Linked DNA regions of Pan troglodytes: regions 2, 3 and 4 are each linked to region 1. Evidence: chromatin contacts called from public Hi-C and HiChIP or PLAC-seq data. All regions are on one chromosome and are shown on one strand. Each heading gives the region's core, a stretch centred on a gene start, on an enhancer-like site or on the middle of the called end of the contact. The rest is flanking DNA. Distances are from core to core; before and after follow the strand shown. Region 1 holds the start of GJA1 (gap junction protein alpha 1). Region 2 holds the start of HSF2 (heat shock transcription factor 2). Region 3 has its middle 370 kb from the start of HSF2. Region 4 has its middle 220 kb from the start of HSF2.

Region 1 (2,700 bases), core at 122-2,621:
AGGCTGAGGCAGGAGAATCACTTGAAGCCGGAAGGCGGAGGTTGCGGTGAGCAGAGATCGCGCCACTGCACTCTAGTTTGGGCAACAAGAGCGAAACTCCGTCTCAGAAAAGAAAAAAAAAAAACCTGCAACATTTCAAAAGATGTTATATTAGTCATTTCAGTGAAAGTTTAATTAGGGAACGGTGTCTACCAGAATATATTTGGCATCCTTCTTTTTTCTGGTATTTGCCTGAGTGAGAAAAGTGTTAGGAATAGGAAGGCCAGATGAGTTTGCTTTCCCTCCAGAGAATACTGGCCAAGAAATTTCCTGTCCAACCTCAGGAGCATCACTGAAGCCTGTTTATGAGGAATTGTCCTACCACAACACTGTGTTATGGCATTTGGGAAGCCCTCAGAGGAGCTGCCTGCTCTAAGATTGAGGCCACATGACTCAGGCCATTATAAACCCTAATGCAGAGCCCTGAAGAGGGAGAGCATTTGGAAGGGGATAGGGAAGCACATAAAGATGATATGCCCAGCTTTACTGTCGTTGGGCAGAAAACTCTCTAGTGGGCTTGAGAGGGGGAACTGATTTTAAGGAGGGCTGAATAGTTTGGGAACCTACTTAATGCAACCATAGTCTGTATTTTTAAAATCCTCACATTTCACTACAGATTTGGGTTTTAGTGTCTTGGCATAAATAGGGCCTTAATATTTCTGGAGACATGGTAGAGGTCAGATATCAAGATTTCATAGGCAAACAAAACATGCTATATATGTAAAAAATGTATATACACACACAGCCTTTTGCTAAACTGAAAGAAAGTAAAAATTCAAAGCAGTCAAGGGGTTGAAAGATGGATTGGGTATGGACTTTTCTTCATCTATGTCAATTTTTGAAATGTCTCTCTCCCATCTCCACCATTCCCTTTGTTAATTGTCCTTGCTTACATTTAAAGGAAGGGAATTAGATCATCAAACAGGTCACTCACACCTACCTCTAACTTCACACACCTTGGTCAATGTGAAACAAGCTTGAACTGGTTATATGCTTCCCCACCATTTTTATTTATTGTAAGCTACTTTAAAAATTTTAGACAATGTTGTAATAAAAATATACACCTTTTCCCCCCATTATCCCCGGTCTTCTGGTGAAGCAAGCACTGTAATCAATGATTCTTATGTGTGAGGAGCAACTCCAAGTAGAGGCGTTCATGTCCCTAATGCTTTTTTATTTTTCCTCATCAGCAAATTTAAACTACAACTTTATCCTGATCCCACTGCTGCTCTTTGCCTCTTCTCCCCCCAGCCCTTCCACATTTACCAGCCTCCTCCCTACCTCCTCCCAGCCTTTCCCTTTGCCCTCCCCTTTCTTCTAGCCCCTCCTCCCAGTTGGGTCAGTGGCTTGAAACTTTTAAAAGCTCTGTGCTCCAAGTTACAAAAAAGCTTTTACGAGGTATCAGCACTTTTCTTTCATTAGGGGGAAGGCGTGAGGAAAGTACCAAACAGCAGCGGAGTTTTAAACTTTAAATAGACAGGTCTGAGTGCCTGAACTTGCCTTTTCATTTTACTTCATCCTCCAAGGAGTTCAATCACTTGGCGTGACTTCACTACTTTTAAGCAAAAGAGTAAGTTTTTAAAAAATGAGAACACGTTACCTATTAGTTTCTTTTTCTACAAGTAAAACTTTTCTAAAGTTTTAAAATGTGTTAAATGTAATTTTGAATTATGATACTGTAAATGGATTGATGGATTTGAAAGTGTTTCTATAGTTTTAAAGTTAAAATTTATTGTACCAAATATATATTTTGACTGTTAAAAAAGTTTCTATTAACATTGCAACAGGTGAAAAGGTTCAAACCTTTCCGATTAGAATAAAGGATTAGTTTACTGGATGTTCGGTTTTTCATTTTAGAGTATCATTTTATTTTGTTTTTGTCTTTTTTTGTAATCAGGAATAGTCTAGGTGCTATCATTTGTTGGGTGGCGGGGGGGGGGGGGCGGTTAGGCGCCTGGGTTGGGGGATTTGACTGACTACATCGGAAAAATCAAAGTGCAAATTTGCTTAGCGTGCTTCCTATAGTATTCTACACTTCATAGAATAAAGTGCTTTTTTCATATGGAAATCTTGATTGATGTTCTATAGCTTTGCAAAGCCAACTTCTTTTGTGACAAAGTGCTTTGTTAAAACATCGTGGTTACTTGACTTCCACGTGGTTCCTTCCTAGAATTTTCCCCATTAAACAAAAAGGTATAAAATTCAAGAGTATTAATATTATGCTTTAAAAATCAACAGTAAATTGTTACTTTGTGTTAGCAACCGCTATGGAAAGATTTGAGACCCCCAGGAGAGACAGCTTTTACTCGACCACGTTGGCAGTTTAGGAGATGAAATCTCTTGAATGGGTGGTGGTTAGTTACAGAGCATTAGAGATCAGACGTTTAAAAAAGAGTGTATGCCAGGGTGCTTTTCCAAAACCGTCTCCTAAAACAGGAGCTCCTAGAAAGAGCAGGAAAAAAACTTTCTTAAACAGCGCTTTGGGAGCTCCCCCCGCCAACACCCGCCGCCCCGCACCTTCCCTCTGCTCGAACCTGTAACAGAATTCAGAACTCTGGGGCAGTTCTTTGGAGTTGGAGCTCCTAGGGCAAAGATAACGCTAATACGTTGTTTAAAAGCGTTCAATTTTTAAAATACTTTTATTGGTAACACCCATTCTGT
Region 2 (2,700 bases), core at 171-2,670, 970 kb after region 1:
TGAGCTTTGAAACAGTGTCATCATTGTACAATGGAAAGGGCACATACTTTTGAGCTCAATAAAGCTTGGGTGTAAATACTCTCCCATTTACTTGCTGTGACTGAAGAAATTAATCAACTTTTGAGTCTCAGAATCTTCTCTGGGAAAATGGGGTAATAAAACCTAGTTCATTGGGTTGTTGTGAGGATTCAATAATATATGTAAAGCCCTTGGCATATATAAGGGCTCATCAAATATTACTTCCTCTATCACATGTATGCCTCCATATATCTGATTTTGCTTCAGCCAACATCCCAGTGCTGAGCACAAAGGCAGCATTCACTAAATACTTGCTCATTGGAGGAGATATATATATATCTTCCATTAAATGATATATATATATTTAATGTACTATTTTACATTTACCCAAGAAGTAAACCAATCCTATGTTGAAGTTTTGTATGTTATCTCTGACTTGTTTGTAAGTTTTTGCCTTCACATGCTGACTTTTGTAAAAAAAAAAAAGTCGAATTTTGTAGACTTCATATTTTCAAAACATTTGCACAGCCATTATAGTATTAAAGACACTCTTAGTGGGTAAAAAGATAGATCTTATTCCCAGTCAAGAAATGGAAAAAACTGGCACTGGTGGCTAAGGAATTGTTCTAAATGACAGAACCAGTGTATTTTAATATACAGAAAAATGTCCGAGAGGCTTTATCTAAACTGAGATCTACTGACTCCTTTTCCATTGTTTTTTCCACTATACCAATCTCTCAGGCAAAAAAGAATATATCTGTAAAGTATACGCAGGAAAAACTATTTTAATTAACTAAAATAGTACAAATGAGTCTATTTCTTTTTATTCTGGGTACAGAGTAGGCACTTGATGACTGGATTAAAAACAGCACATGATGTATCAATTGCAGTTCCTGGTTTACAGTTTTAAGTAATCGAGAGTGAGTTATTTAAACTGCTCTTTTTGATAAACATATTTTAAAGAGGGCTTTTTCTCCCAATGAAAATGTAAGAACAAGGTTCATTATTTTTAAGACAATTTCGATTTGGGGCCTAGCACATCATGCTTGAGAGCTGGTTTTTTCCTTATGCAAATGGATCCTTTCTCTAAACTGGTGCAAACCACACTTTGCCTGCCAAACTTATGACTCAAAGGCCCTGAAGGGTTTTTGTAGCCTCCCAGCCACAGCCCAGAAACCATAAGCTGTTTCCACGTGAAACATCCAAACACGGTCTCCCAAGCCTAAGGTCTGCTACCATCAAGGCTTCTGTATAAAAGGCAAATGAGCAGGCAGCGCCCCCTTCTGCTCCCACCCCCTTCTGCTCCCACCCCCTTCATGTCAGCAGCAGCCAATCGCCTTTCTCTGTCGTGCAGTCGGCCCCTGGGATTGGCCAGGGACGAGACCGGCGCGGAACCACTGCGCGCACAGGCGGAGCGCGGAGACCTGTCCGTCACGTGCGGCCGCCCGGCCTCTCGGCCTTGCCGCGCGCCTGGCGGGGTTGCGGGGGGCGGGGACCAAGATCTGCTGCGCCTGCGTTGTGGGCGTTCTCGGGGAGCTGCTGCCGTAGCTGCCGCCGCCGCTACCACCGCGTTCGGGTGTAGAATTTGGAATCCCTGCGCCGCGTTAACAATGAAGCAGAGTTCGAACGTGCCGGCTTTCCTCAGCAAGCTGTGGACGCTTGTAGAGGAAACCCACACTAACGAGTTCATCACCTGGAGCCAGGTACGGTCAGGCCACGGCGGCCTCTGAACCCCCTGAATAACCGCCTCCTCACTCGCTCTCCTGCGGGGTGGTCTCTCGCGGCCTTGCGGCTCGACGCTGTCTGCGAGGCCCGCGGTGCGGGGCCTTGGCGTTCAGCCTCGCGGGGGACCCCCTGTATTGTTCGCTCGGGGAGCCGCGGGGGCCCGGCCGGCAGCGCCGCTCGCCTCAGGCCGCGGTGGGGGAGGGGCGGCCCGCGCGGGGCGTAGCGGCCCAGGCAGCCCCTTAACGGTCCGGTCCGCGTTCGGAACCGGCCCGGCGTCGCGAGGGGAATCGGCGAGCCGAGGGCGCGGGAGCCTCTTTACTGCACACTCATCCTCCGTCCTCCCGCCCGGCTCAGGGGTTACAAATCGCGGAGGGGACAGGGAGCCCAGGGCCAGGATCATCAACGTGGGGCTTTATAGGAGGCGATCTTTACCTCAGCGACCGATCACCCCCGGTTCTCCCAACATTGCTTTGCATCTGGCATCTTTATGTGGAGAGCAGTCAGGGCAATAGACATACGTTCAAACGCAGGTTACTGCTTATCAGTTGGTTTTAAAAATATATAGAAATTAACAAATTATTCTTTTGAGATTCTGTGCTATTTGTATAATGGGATTATTAGGATTGTTTTAATAAAGTACTAATAGGTGATAACTTAGTAGTTACTAAATTTCGCTGAACAGTTACCAGCAGAGGGGCATATCGATGTGTTGATTATTGGTTTGATCTCAACTCTGCTTCTAAACAAGGATGACATTAGTCCAGCCCTTTATCTTGTCTGGCCTAAGTTAAATCTTTCATAAGATGGATGGGTTGCCTAGGTGACCCAAGACCTATATCAGTCCCAAATACAAGATTTTAGGCAGAATGATTATTTACATCCACAGTGCATGTGCATTAGAATACACTCCTAGGCTGTTGGAATCATTTTTATGAAGGGAAGTGGTTAACTCTTATT
Region 3 (2,700 bases), core at 156-2,655, 590 kb after region 1:
AAGTAAAATAAAAAGCTAAACCCTCAATGTTTTCCACGTAATTTTAAAACCGTGAGTAAGGTTGTAATTGTAAGACAATACAAAGGAAAGTCTGATGATAATGTTTTGTCTAGAAAAAAATATTTTGTACAGAATAAGTTGATTTAATGAATGTACTCATAACAATCAGAAGGTGAGAAAAGGACATTTAATCTAATCACATTTCTACATAGAATAAGTTGTTCAAATGGGTTTCCTTTGTCCTTGTTTTCATTTCTTATTAGTAACACAAGGAAAGCTACTGACTCCACACACAATACGATAAGTAGACTTATCATAGGGGAACCAAATGCTGACATGATAGTTATTGAAACTATATTTTGAAAGTAGCTGACAATTCTCCTGAATGATTCAATTAACTTAGGTTAAATTATTTATTAATTCATTTAGGCAGTATTCATTAAGTACCCATAGTCTATCTTAACTAATCAAATACTGTGTAAAACTCTTGGGATCCATGAACATATACAACATATTCCATGCTTTTCAGAGACTTAAAATACAATACAGGGAGACAGAATTGTATAAAGCTTAAGTGCACTAATGTTTCCTTAAAATTTTTAAAGAAAAAGAATGATATCTGATGGTCCAGGATGGTTACCTCTCTGAACTTATAACAAAACTGTTCTGAATATTTACTTGATAGAGTTCATTTACACAGTCCTTTGTTCCTATTTATTTTCACTTATAAACTGTTTTTAAAGTCATGAAAAAAACAGCAAAAAGAGAAAGATGAAAAGAGATGGTAGCTGAAAGCAACATTCTATACCTAACAGTTATGAATTATGTTTTATTCATTTTGCTCTATTAATTTCTCCAAAAGATTGTAGTTGTTTCTGGCTAATGGAAATACTATGTATATCTGTTGTGTACTGCAAATATATACATATTTTGGTTATTGAATACCTAAATGCATGTATAGATACTACATTGTATATGTGGCCCTGATATGAAAGGCATATTAGAATTCAAGAAGGCATGGTGGGTAGTCATTTCCCATAAATTTGAAGTGTTTCTCAGACTGAAGATCCTAAGGAAGAAAAAAATGCTTGTGTAAAGTAAGAGTGCTCCCTATAGAGCTGGAAGGATTTTTAAAGAAAGGAAATGGAAATGATTTTTCTGAATTTCACTCAGGACCAAATACAAGGACAAGAAAAGATGTGATCTAAGTAGATTTCTTAAGTGTTTCAAATTTGAAAGTGGTTAATGAAGTGTGTTAAACATATCCATCTCTGAAAAATATCTAGAATAGAATTTCCCTTTCCAAGATCTAATAGATAAGATGAACTGGATTCCTTCTCCAGGTCACTCTAACCTCTGAGAAATCCATGTGTTCTCTTCTGTAAGAACAGAGCCTCGTCCTCTCCTCCCCTACCCTGATCAGGTGAGGCAATTGACATTTTGTAACTGCTTTCCTAATGGGAATACCATAATAAACAGTGCCATCTACTGACTAACGTATGTCATTGAATACCTCTCAATAGTAGTAATCATTCTTGGGATTGGAAATCCTACTGTAATATTTCTTATATGTTTACATCAGTCACATTTCATAGATACTTAAAGCTGCAGGTAATGTAGATATCATTTCTTTTTATCTTTTTTGGATTTCTAAGAGATGAGGAGATTGAGATCCAAAAAGATCAATTTGCCCAAAATTTTGACGTAGCATTTTTCATTGAGTACCACTGTCAACTGAATCTTGAGATGGTAGGAAATTTAACATTTAGAGCTAGCAATCAGTCTGCAAAGTTGTCTATCCATTGATAAAAGAGTCTGACAGATGATTAATGAAACAAGCATGAAATCAATATAGCAAAGCAAGTTGGCAAACTGCTGATGTAAAGTTTGGGGAGAAGTACATGCTGACGTGCAGGCTTACAAAAAAAAATGAAAGAGGAAATAAAGTACTTTGCTTCTCTGTTCTTAACAACAGATGGTTGCAACTGTTTGATGATTGTTTTAGAAGATGTGTTTTGTCATCACAAAAACATAATATAAAAAATGAATCCATTATGTTTTAAGACACATCTTGTCAATACCAATTTATAGCTTGAACTAAAATAAATCTAGCTATACTATATAATCTTTGAATTTATGGCAATTAGGCTGAGTAAAACAGGGTCAACTCAATAAAAAGGCTTTTTTTCATTATCAATAATTAAGCCTTATTTGGTTTCTATTTGTGCCCAAGAAACCCACTTAATATTTATTTCTATAAATAATATTCTTAATATTTATTTCTTAATTCTTAATACTTATTTCTATAAATATTAAGTTATTTCTATAAATATTAAGCCACATCTAAATATTGTATTCAGATAGGCTCATAGTTACATCATTCACAACATTTTAGTGCAGGGCCTTGTTAATGTAAGGGGCTTAACGAATATTTGTGGAATGGAACACTGGCGGAAAGATATTCTACCTTCTCATTTAAGGTGGTAAGTTGTCAAGTTGATTACTATAACGGGCTAAAGTATTTTGTTATTAATGGTTTTAGGCTCATGCAAGTTTATATAAAGCATATGAGAATATTAGAAAATATAAAAGTAAGTTTATATAAATGAGAATATTAGAAAATTTACAGCAACTTAGGAAATTTGGGGTTAATCAGCAGCCGGGTGAATCATATTAGAAAATATTGCTAAGTACAACACT
Region 4 (2,700 bases), core at 125-2,624, 750 kb after region 1:
AACAAAATTCTTCTTGCTTCTCTGTCCTCAACAGACACTATGTCAATGTTCTTTCTGTGACCACAAAAGCACTAATTGCAATAAGGAAAAAATTCCTATGTCCAAGTAACAGACATTATTTTATAATTTAAAAAGTGGCTATTTTTGCATAATGATATGAACCCTAGGAAAGATGTCCTGGTCAGTTATAATTTATTAAACATATGATTGCACTCTATTATAAAACAAAATTTATCAATGTTGTTAATATCTTAAGTCTACAACAACCAGAGACCCACGAAACAGAATTTGATTATCCAGTTTGAAGATAACACTGGCCTTCTGCTGCCTCCCACTGCTCAGACTGGGGACATTGAAACATGTGAAACCAAGAGAGGCTGACACTCAGGCAAGTATTTGAGAAGTTTTGAAAATTCACCTGGAGACAAACATTGAAATCTATAGCTAATATGAATTTTTTGAAATTTCAACCTTTCAGATATAATAGTTCACCTTATACATTGCAGGTTTAAGAAGTAATATAACCAGATGCTAAAAGCATATGCTTTGGATCAGAGCCTTAACATGGAATCCTTACTCTGCTTCTTAATAAGTAACTTACATTTTTAAACCTCTCTAAAACTCTCTTTCTTGATTTATAAAATAATAGGAATAATATTATTAGTTATCTTATGGGATGTCTTGAAGATTCAGATTATATTTGTAAAGAACTTATTACATTACCTGGCACAGAGTAGGTACTCATTGTTCGAGAATCTTCATTGTTTTTATTATTATTCTAAACAGTGCAGCTCTTAAAGAATCCTTTAGCTAAGTGTCAGAAATATAATCCTGATTTAGCAGATAACAATGCCAGCCATTGCCAGGTGGGCAGACAGCCTCTGACCATCACCAGCAAGCCCCTGTGGTTAGCTGAATATTGGCTGTCAACACTAGCTCTCGCTTTAGCGAATGGGAAAGGATCCCCTTAGTAAATGTTACTAATGTTTCTAACATGCCCCATAGGTACTGGAAGAGAAATTTGAAGACTTTTTCCAAATCTAAAAAAGAATATTGGGTTTGATTCAAGAGAAAAGTCTGCTCATTCCCAAACTGTTTGAACGAATCCCAGAACACAGTGGAAAGTGGTTTTGGTTCATTTTATTTGGGAATCTCTTTTTGATGCCTGTGCCATCTAGCAGCAGGGTCCTAAGGAGTACTTTCTCATGTTAGTCATTAAAGCTAAGGCCTACAAAGTAGTCATAAAACTCAGGCTCCAGCTCTCAACAATTATCAGTATCTAAATGTAATGAATTTTCTTCCCAGGGTCTCCACTGCGCATATAATGAGGAGTGATCAGTATACACTGAATCAATCAGAATTCTTTGTCTAGCAACAGCACTGAATCTGCTAGATGGCAAAGGATAAACACAGAAGAGACCCTTAGGGAAGCTGTTGAGAAGTCAGCATTACTGTCTATTAAATCGAACACCATCCAATTCACATGTATTGTGAGAGGTCTGAAAAATTATCTATTGTTCTTCTCAGACATCCATTTTAGATTACATGTTTAATTTAATGGTTGAGGTCTTTGGGAGTCTGGATCCCTAGTTCTTTTTAACATACTATGCACCATCTGGATAAAATGGAGTACAGGGTAGGTTAACTCTTCCTTTCTGTATTTCTAAATAAAGATGCAAAAGCATTTATTCAGATCAGCCCTCTCATGGCACTACATTTAAATTAGAAATTACGATTATTTTCCACTGCTTTCTCATTTATTTATTTTAATACACTGTACAAAGTGGAAAGAAAGGGTAATAAAAGTGTACTGAGTGATTTTCCAGCAGATAGAAATACCCTCACTTGCATTGCACCTATAGTTGGTATAATTTACCTTTTGCCATTTCAGTGCCATTTTCACTCTAAACTGTAACAGTTGGAAAAAATTATTTTTCTAAGTCACAGTCTGTTGCCAACCAGGGAAACGCATTCCTCAAAGAAAGTGCAAAATTGTTCAGTTCTCCTAACTCTTGCACACTAGCATAAGTAACATTTCAAGTAAGTCACTTCAAGTAGAATTCTGCTACAATCTTCAGTGCCCTTGGACATTAACAAAAATACGATGTTAGCAGGTATTTAACGTGTTCATCAAATTATCCTCCATTCATAGCCTGCTCCAGTCACTCAGTGATTAACCATTACACCTGCTGAGCCTAGAAGCTCTTTCTTAGTGCTCTCTGTGGAAAAGGAAGAGAAATGTCTTATCCAGTAAGTTCACTGTGGCTGCTGCTCTTGGCAATATTGCAAAAGGCTTTTCTGCCTGGAGACAACGTTGGAGGATAAGAAATATTTGAGAGAGGGCTAAACTGGTTGTGAGTTGAAACATGTTTTACCCCAAAGAAAGAAGGATAATATATTCAAGGAGGAAAGAAAAATAATGCAAATACAGTGCTTCATATATGCTAACAGTACCTTCTGGTTTATTACCACCTCAGGTAGTGCAGACTTCTATAGAAGAGACATAACTTAAGCCCACTTTTCAGGAAATACCAACACAGGTATTTTTGATTTTGAAATGAAAGGAGAGGAAGAAACTGAATTAAATGCTGTAAAATTTATCCAAATTTATGATGACTATATCTTATATGAATAAATAAGACAGTTTCTTCTATAAAATGTAATTGTTTTGATCAAGCTATTGAGCAAGCACCAGACTAG

The links. A called contact is a pair of places that touch in the nucleus more often than the background predicts. HiChIP or PLAC-seq counts read pairs in DNA pulled down with a chosen protein or histone mark.
Region 2: an H3K4me3 HiChIP or PLAC-seq map of stem cell-derived excitatory neurons shows a contact between it and region 1, with 13 times the contacts expected there. The contact joins the promoter of HSF2 here to the promoter of GJA1 in region 1. A contact is called at or near these places in 1 of 7 Hi-C or Micro-C datasets (stem cell-derived neural progenitor cells) and 1 of 1 datasets of contacts at active chromatin or transcription factors (stem cell-derived excitatory neurons).
Region 3: a Hi-C map of induced pluripotent stem cells shows a contact between it and region 1, with 4 times the contacts expected there. The contact joins the enhancer-like site here to the promoter of GJA1 in region 1. A contact is called at or near these places in 4 of 7 Hi-C or Micro-C datasets (blood, induced pluripotent stem cells and stem cell-derived neural progenitor cells), 1 of 1 datasets of contacts at active chromatin or transcription factors (stem cell-derived excitatory neurons) and 1 of 1 other capture datasets (stem cell-derived neural stem cells).
Region 4: a contact with region 1 is called in an H3K4me3 HiChIP or PLAC-seq map of stem cell-derived excitatory neurons, with 16 times the contacts expected there. The contact joins the enhancer-like site here to the promoter of GJA1 in region 1. A contact is called at or near these places in 4 of 7 Hi-C or Micro-C datasets (blood, induced pluripotent stem cells and stem cell-derived neural progenitor cells), 1 of 1 datasets of contacts at active chromatin or transcription factors (stem cell-derived excitatory neurons) and 1 of 1 other capture datasets (stem cell-derived neural stem cells).

The regions. Positions count from the first base shown.
Region 1 is chr5:133,310,518-133,313,217 of NHGRI_mPanTro3-v2.0_pri, forward strand. It overlaps GJA1 (gap junction protein alpha 1), which reads left to right and starts at 1,372. Exons shown (of 2, transcript XM_001164338.4): 1 at 1,372-1,609.
Region 2 is chr5:134,276,826-134,279,525 of NHGRI_mPanTro3-v2.0_pri, forward strand. It overlaps HSF2 (heat shock transcription factor 2), which reads left to right and starts at 1,421. Exons shown (of 13, transcript XM_016956240.3): 1 at 1,421-1,721. The coding sequence starts at 1,629.
Region 3 is chr5:133,904,851-133,907,550 of NHGRI_mPanTro3-v2.0_pri, forward strand. No RefSeq gene overlaps it. Among named protein-coding and RNA genes, the nearest start is that of HSF2, 370 kb to the right of the region's middle. Within about 2 kb of position 1,406, at least 1 of the 24 cell types and tissues checked has an H3K27ac peak or open chromatin away from gene starts, as enhancers often do. A contact at or near this core is called in induced pluripotent stem cells, where this site is marked.
Region 4 is chr5:134,058,512-134,061,211 of NHGRI_mPanTro3-v2.0_pri, forward strand. No RefSeq gene overlaps it. Among named protein-coding and RNA genes, the nearest start is that of HSF2, 220 kb to the right of the region's middle. Within about 2 kb of position 1,375, at least 1 of the 24 cell types and tissues checked has an H3K27ac peak or open chromatin away from gene starts, as enhancers often do. A contact at or near this core is called in stem cell-derived excitatory neurons, where this site is marked.